Linked DNA regions of Mus musculus: region 2 is linked to region 1. The links are chromatin contacts, called in public HiChIP or PLAC-seq maps. All regions are on one chromosome and are shown on one strand. Each heading gives the region's core, a stretch centred on a gene start, on an enhancer-like site or on the middle of the called end of the contact. The rest is flanking DNA. Distances are from core to core; before and after follow the strand shown. Region 1 overlaps Pax7 (paired box 7). Region 2 overlaps Gm13025 (a long non-coding RNA gene).

Region 1 (2,686 bases), core at 57-2,556:
CCAGGGTGTTCCCAGGGGAGAAAGCAGGTAACATCCCAGCTTTACCTAGGAATCCAGAGGACTTTAGGACTGTCCCTATGCACCCTGCAGGGCATCAGGAGACCAGGAAGGGATTCTAGCAGAGGGTAGGGGGCACAGAGGCAGAGCTGATTGCCCATGGGCTATCCCAGAATGCCTGGTCCTGAATCTAGCATCAGGAGGTGCAGGATTCCTAGGCTGCAATCTGACAGAGGCTTGCCCACTGTGTCAGGCCTGGGCAGCCCACAGAACCTGTCACTCTCCTCAATTGGTAGGAGAAGAGGTCTTGAGGTGACAGGAGGCAGAAGGCAGGCTCAGACAGTCAGAGAGCACCAAGCTTTCAAGTCCGCACCCCTGGGGTTCGGCATACCATCTTGCTGGCAGCTGGAAACCTGGTTCCCTGAAAGGGGGCCTCCATCCTCCAGAATGTAAGGCTCTTGATGCCACCGGATGCAGAGAGCCTTCTCGGGCCAGACAAAATTGCTGCTCCACCCCAGAGAAGATGTTCCAGCCTTCTTGGCATCTTAGAGGAAGGCCATGTCGCTGTCCTTTTCAGAGTAGCATATTTTTCAGTGATGGCTGCTCAGTCAGGAGGCTTCTGTCGCCTTACAAAGCACAGTGCGCTCTGGGCACTGTTTCTAAGCCACCCCATCCCACCCCCACCCCCGCCACCCCGGGGACAGAGGAAGATGCTAAAAGTCCCAGCAAAGAGGACAAAGCACCTTTCTTAAGCACTCCAGAGTCTTCCTTGTACCCCGCCCTCTCTTAGAGCTGGGTCTTTTGAGGGAAACGGATTGCTGAGCCCTCCCCCCCCCCCAATCCTCTCCTCTGTGGAGCTGTTTATCATCCTCTATTTATCAAAATCGCATCCATCTTTACCCTCTCCTTCGCTATAGCCTACTTCTGGATCACCCTCATCCAGTGCTGGTACCCCACAGCACTAAATCCAGGAACCCTGGGCTTGATCACCTGTTGCCACCTGTACACATGAAACCACCTGCTGGCCCGGCCCATGTCTCCTGCCCTCAGCCAGCAAGACATTCCTAGAGAGAGGAACTATGGGCTTAAAAGCCCCAACTGACTTCCTTTTGCCTGGGGACCTGAACCGACAAGACACCAGGGACACTTGTCTACATGAACATGTGACCAATGTACACCGATTTCTCATCTCTAGACCTATTATCTGAAGCCTGTCCCGGGCCATGACTAGAATGGCTTGTATCTGTGGTTTAGAGAAGTCTAATAATAACTGAGGGCAAACTGACTCTCTGGTAGCATGGAGCACCAGGCGGATGGAGCTCACCAGCTCTGTCCAGGTTTCAAAGGAGGAGACTGTTGGGCTCTTCAAGGTCTGGACAAGAGGAAAGCCACATTGCCCCCTTGGGAACCCAGGTTCTCCTTTTGAACTTCTCACAGCTGCAAGCACCCCTTTCAAAGACCAAATGCATCCTCCTCCACATTCCTTGCTCCCTGGAGGCCTGGCTCTGGATACACCTGAGTCTTCGTTCACCTACTACACTTTAGGAGCAGGAACTTCAAGCAGGTGACATCCACAGGGCCCAGTCCCAGCCAAGGGAGCAACATTCCAACGCTTGGACCAATCATAATGATCTGCCCGTGAGGGTAACCGCAACTAGAGACCTGCTTGGGAGAAAACAAAATGACTTCTCATTCCATGCCATGCCTCTGAATGCTCCCCCAAGCTGCCATCTTGGTATAAAATGGGACTTGTGTTGTGGGGAACCCCTTGACCCCAACAGGTTTTCCCAACTGTCTCATGCTTTTGTGAATCTGTCTGCTTTGATCTGTAAAACTCAGCCTTGTTTGGGCAGCTTGTAATTTCAACAGTGAGGCGACATCGATTAGATGAGAGGCACCAGGCCTCTCCGCCGCCGTCCCTCTGTGGCCGTCCCTCTGGGGTTGAGCAGAACCTAGAAGAAGGCCGATTTCCAGTGGCCAGACTGGACCAGAAACAGCCCCCACCCCAATCCCTGTAAATAGAGTCAATAGCAAAATAAGAGGGGCGCCCTCCATGTCACCTCAAGTAGCTACTGGTTCTTCTGTGGAGGCCCCTCTGAACTCATTGTCTGGTAGTTGAAAATGTGATGTTGTGCTGTTTGTTTATAGAACATTGGCTTTTTATATATAAATCTATATACTTAAAAACAAAAACAAAAACAAAAAAAATGGAAAGAAACCCCCACAGTTTGTGTCGTGCTAGTGCCGGGGACCATCTGTAGGGATCTCATTGTGTGTTTGGATTATGTATGCCAGCCTTTCTCGGGTTCCTCCTTCTTTTTTTTTTTCTTTGTCATTTCCCTACTCCCGATTTGGTTTTTCTCTCTCGCTCTGAAAATGAAAGAGATGGCTTGAAGAGCCAAGCTCCTACTCCTTTACTTTATAGGCGAATTAACTTTGCCCTTCTTTTAGGGGACCAGGAACAAGCACAGGAAACAGAAATTAGGAAGCAAGAGGGTAGGAGAGAAGAGTGAGGGGAGGAGCTAGCCAGGGAGACAGGAGAGCAGGGTGGTTTCGCAGCCAGATGATGGCTGTGGCCCAGGACGGAGCCTGGATTAGCATGCTCCACCAGAGGCTGGTATTGTTTTGCATGGAAATGGTAGAATGTTCTCAGACATGGAGCTAAGCCTTGCTGAGGGACTCCACAGTA
Region 2 (2,686 bases), core at 105-2,604, 950 kb before region 1:
CAGGGTTTCTCTGTGTAGCCCTGGCTGTCCTGGAACTCACTCTGTAGACCAGGCTGGCCTCGAACTCAGAAATCTGCCAGCCTCTGCCTCCCAAGTGCTGGGATTAAAGGCGTGCGCCACCACTGCCCAGCACATATACACACTCTTACACACTCGTGCAGACAGACGCACAGAGACATACATACGTACACACCCATGCACAGACACACACAGACACATGCACACACAGAGACACATGCATACACACACAGCCGGGCCATCCTCTCTGGCACGATCACCCTCTGTGCTGTGTAAATGGAACTGATGTTCTCTGAAGAGGCTACATTTGTCTTTGAGGATCTGCAGCTCTCTTGACCTTGGCTGTGTAGAACATGACACTTCCAGAGAGATGAAGGGTGTAGGTCACGAGTGCATCATCCCAGTTGTCTTCAGTCTCCCGTAGTAACCATTTTCGATCCACCTCTTGTATGACCTGACATCCTCTTGACTTTTAGAAGACATTCTTGACACACAAGGATGCAGCTTCCATCAACCCTTAAGCTAAGACTTTGATTCGATAGGTTTTTGAAAGCAGGGAGCTGTGCTTGCCTGCAGCCTTCAGGAAGCCAATGCTTCGGCCTGGCACTTTATAAAGCAGGAATCGACACACACACCTGCAATCTCATCTTGGAAGGTGGAGGCAGGAGGATCAGAAATTCTACAGCATCTTTGGTCACACGGAGCGTGTAAGGCTAGTCTGGATTATGTCTCAAAACCAGGGAACCAGTCATGGTTGCCCGGGACTTTAATCCGGGCACTCAGAGGCAGGTGGATTTCTGTGAGTTCAGCTCAGCATTTCCTTCAGCTGCTATGGTTTGTCTACCTGAAGGCACGGCCAATGCATTCTAGTTTTGCTTTGGGACAGGGTTTCATGTATCTCAGGCTGGTTTAGAACTCACGACCCAGGTGAGGGTGACCTTGAACTGATCCTTCGGTTTTCTGAGCAATAGCATGGCAGGCACGCCCACATGCAGTGCTGGGGACTGAACCTCTGGCTTTGTGTACTAGGTGAGCGGTTGAGCCACATCCCACTCCCCCATCCCCCACCCCCTCTATAATGTGCAATGATTCACGACTTGCCTTTTGTCCTGTGACTATACAGGCCAACGTCACCTTCCCAAGTGTCATTTCCCAGTCCTTTGCACTAACTTGAACTTGAACCTACTACTGGTCCAGAGAATGGAATCTGTGGCTCGGGGTGGGGTGGAGGCGGGTCATTCACTTTCCCTAAGGGCCATTCCTAGGACAGTGGGGTCCTGGGAAGAGACAGGCAGAAGGAATTACTGAGATACTATGGTCTCCTCCCAGAAGCCCTGTCCCTAGTGGGGAAGCCCATTTATTGCAGCCACTTAATCTGGTAAATTTGTTTATTTAGCAAGCGTAAGTTTATCCTTTCTCCTATCTCTTTTTTAAGCCAGGTTTTGGGGGTTCCCTCTGACATTCCGGCCTTCCTTACACTTTCTCCAAAGCCTCCCTTGGCACCATGTGGCCGCTTGCTAGCCACGTGTCTGACTTCCGTCCCAGCTTAAATGGCATGGTCCCAGTTCCCTTTCTGTGCTCTCCTCCTCTGGGCAGCTGCGGAGGTTTACAGCCTGCCCGCCCTGGGGGTTTTCTTTTAGACTCTAATAAAATTGTCCTTGTGTCTCCAATTGAGTTCATTCTTAAATCCGTTTATTAATGAAGCTAGGAACCCCAGGAGGGACCCCCTCAGTTTCCCCAGATCAGTTTGGGCAGAGCTGCTGTTTGACATGAGCAACCGCAGCTGGCTCAGCGCTAGCCCCGGGGGGGGGGGCCCCCACCTCACAGATGTCAGCAGTTCCTCCTTCCTTTCAGCTGGAAAACCCGAAAATATCTCCTGACATTGACAGATGTTCTGTGGGGGGCAATCACAGCCCCCCTCCCTTCCTGATGGAGAACCACGAAACGGCTGGAAAAAATGACCTTCCACTGTGGTACAGGAGCTGGCGCTCCGGCTGGGGCCCCTCTGGGGGTCAGAACCAGATGTTCTGCTTTGATCCTGACAATCTAACAGACTGTGTGGCCATGTGTTTCCTATCTGCTGGGGGCCCAGAGACCTCATTGTTCTGGGGCGGGGCCTGAAGTCTGTGGGAATTACCAGGCTCCCTGTGGGACGGTAGAGGGAAGAACATGTCAGTGATGTCTTGGTTAATGAAGAAACATGCCATTCTGTGAAAGGGGAAAAAAAAGAGAGAGAGAGACAAGTTGGTATTAGGGGTGCGTGCCGGTGGTGGTCCCTCCTCTTGGGAGGTGGAGGCAGGGGGATTTCAAGTTGAAGACTAGCCTGGGCTACCTATTGAGACCTTGACTCAAATAAGTAGGTAAATCAGCAAGGTGTTAGTGAGCTCAGCAGTCAGGGACAAGGACACGCACTGCTGCTGTCCCTGGGGGGTGGGGGTGGGGTAGCTCACAATGATCTGATCTGTGCAGCCAGATCCAGGGAGTTGACACGTCTGGCCTCTGTGGGGACATGCACGGACTAAAGCGTCTGCCTCCTGCTCGAGATCTGATTCTAGGCACCCACGGAGGAGCCCGCTGAGCCTTTAGGCTTAGCATTGGAGAGACAAGAGACTGGGGATCCCTGGAGCTCCCTGAAGAGATGGACTCTGTGTTCAGTGAGAGAACGTGT

What was found. HiChIP or PLAC-seq counts read pairs in DNA pulled down with a chosen protein or histone mark.
Region 2: an H3K27ac HiChIP or PLAC-seq map of large pre-B cells shows a contact between it and region 1, with 1.9 times the contacts expected there. The contact joins two enhancer-like sites. A contact is called at or near these places in 1 of 39 promoter capture datasets (hippocampal neurons), 1 of 15 datasets of contacts at CTCF or cohesin (large pre-B cells) and 1 of 115 datasets of contacts at active chromatin or transcription factors (large pre-B cells).

What each region holds. Positions count from the first base shown.
Region 1 is chr4:139,737,586-139,740,271 of GRCm38.p6, reverse strand. It overlaps Pax7 (paired box 7), which reads left to right. Exons shown (of 9, transcript NM_011039.2): 9 at 1-2,191. Among named protein-coding and RNA genes, the nearest start is that of Gm42334, 4.0 kb to the right of the region's middle. Within about 2 kb of position 1,306, at least 11 of the 459 cell types and tissues checked have an H3K27ac peak or open chromatin away from gene starts, as enhancers often do.
Region 2 is chr4:140,683,624-140,686,309 of GRCm38.p6, reverse strand. It overlaps Gm13025 (a long non-coding RNA gene), which reads right to left. Exons shown (of 3, transcript XR_001784551.2): 3 at 199-2,226. Among named protein-coding and RNA genes, the nearest start is that of Gm13025, 5.2 kb to the right of the region's middle. Within about 2 kb of position 1,354, at least 126 of the 459 cell types and tissues checked have an H3K27ac peak or open chromatin away from gene starts, as enhancers often do.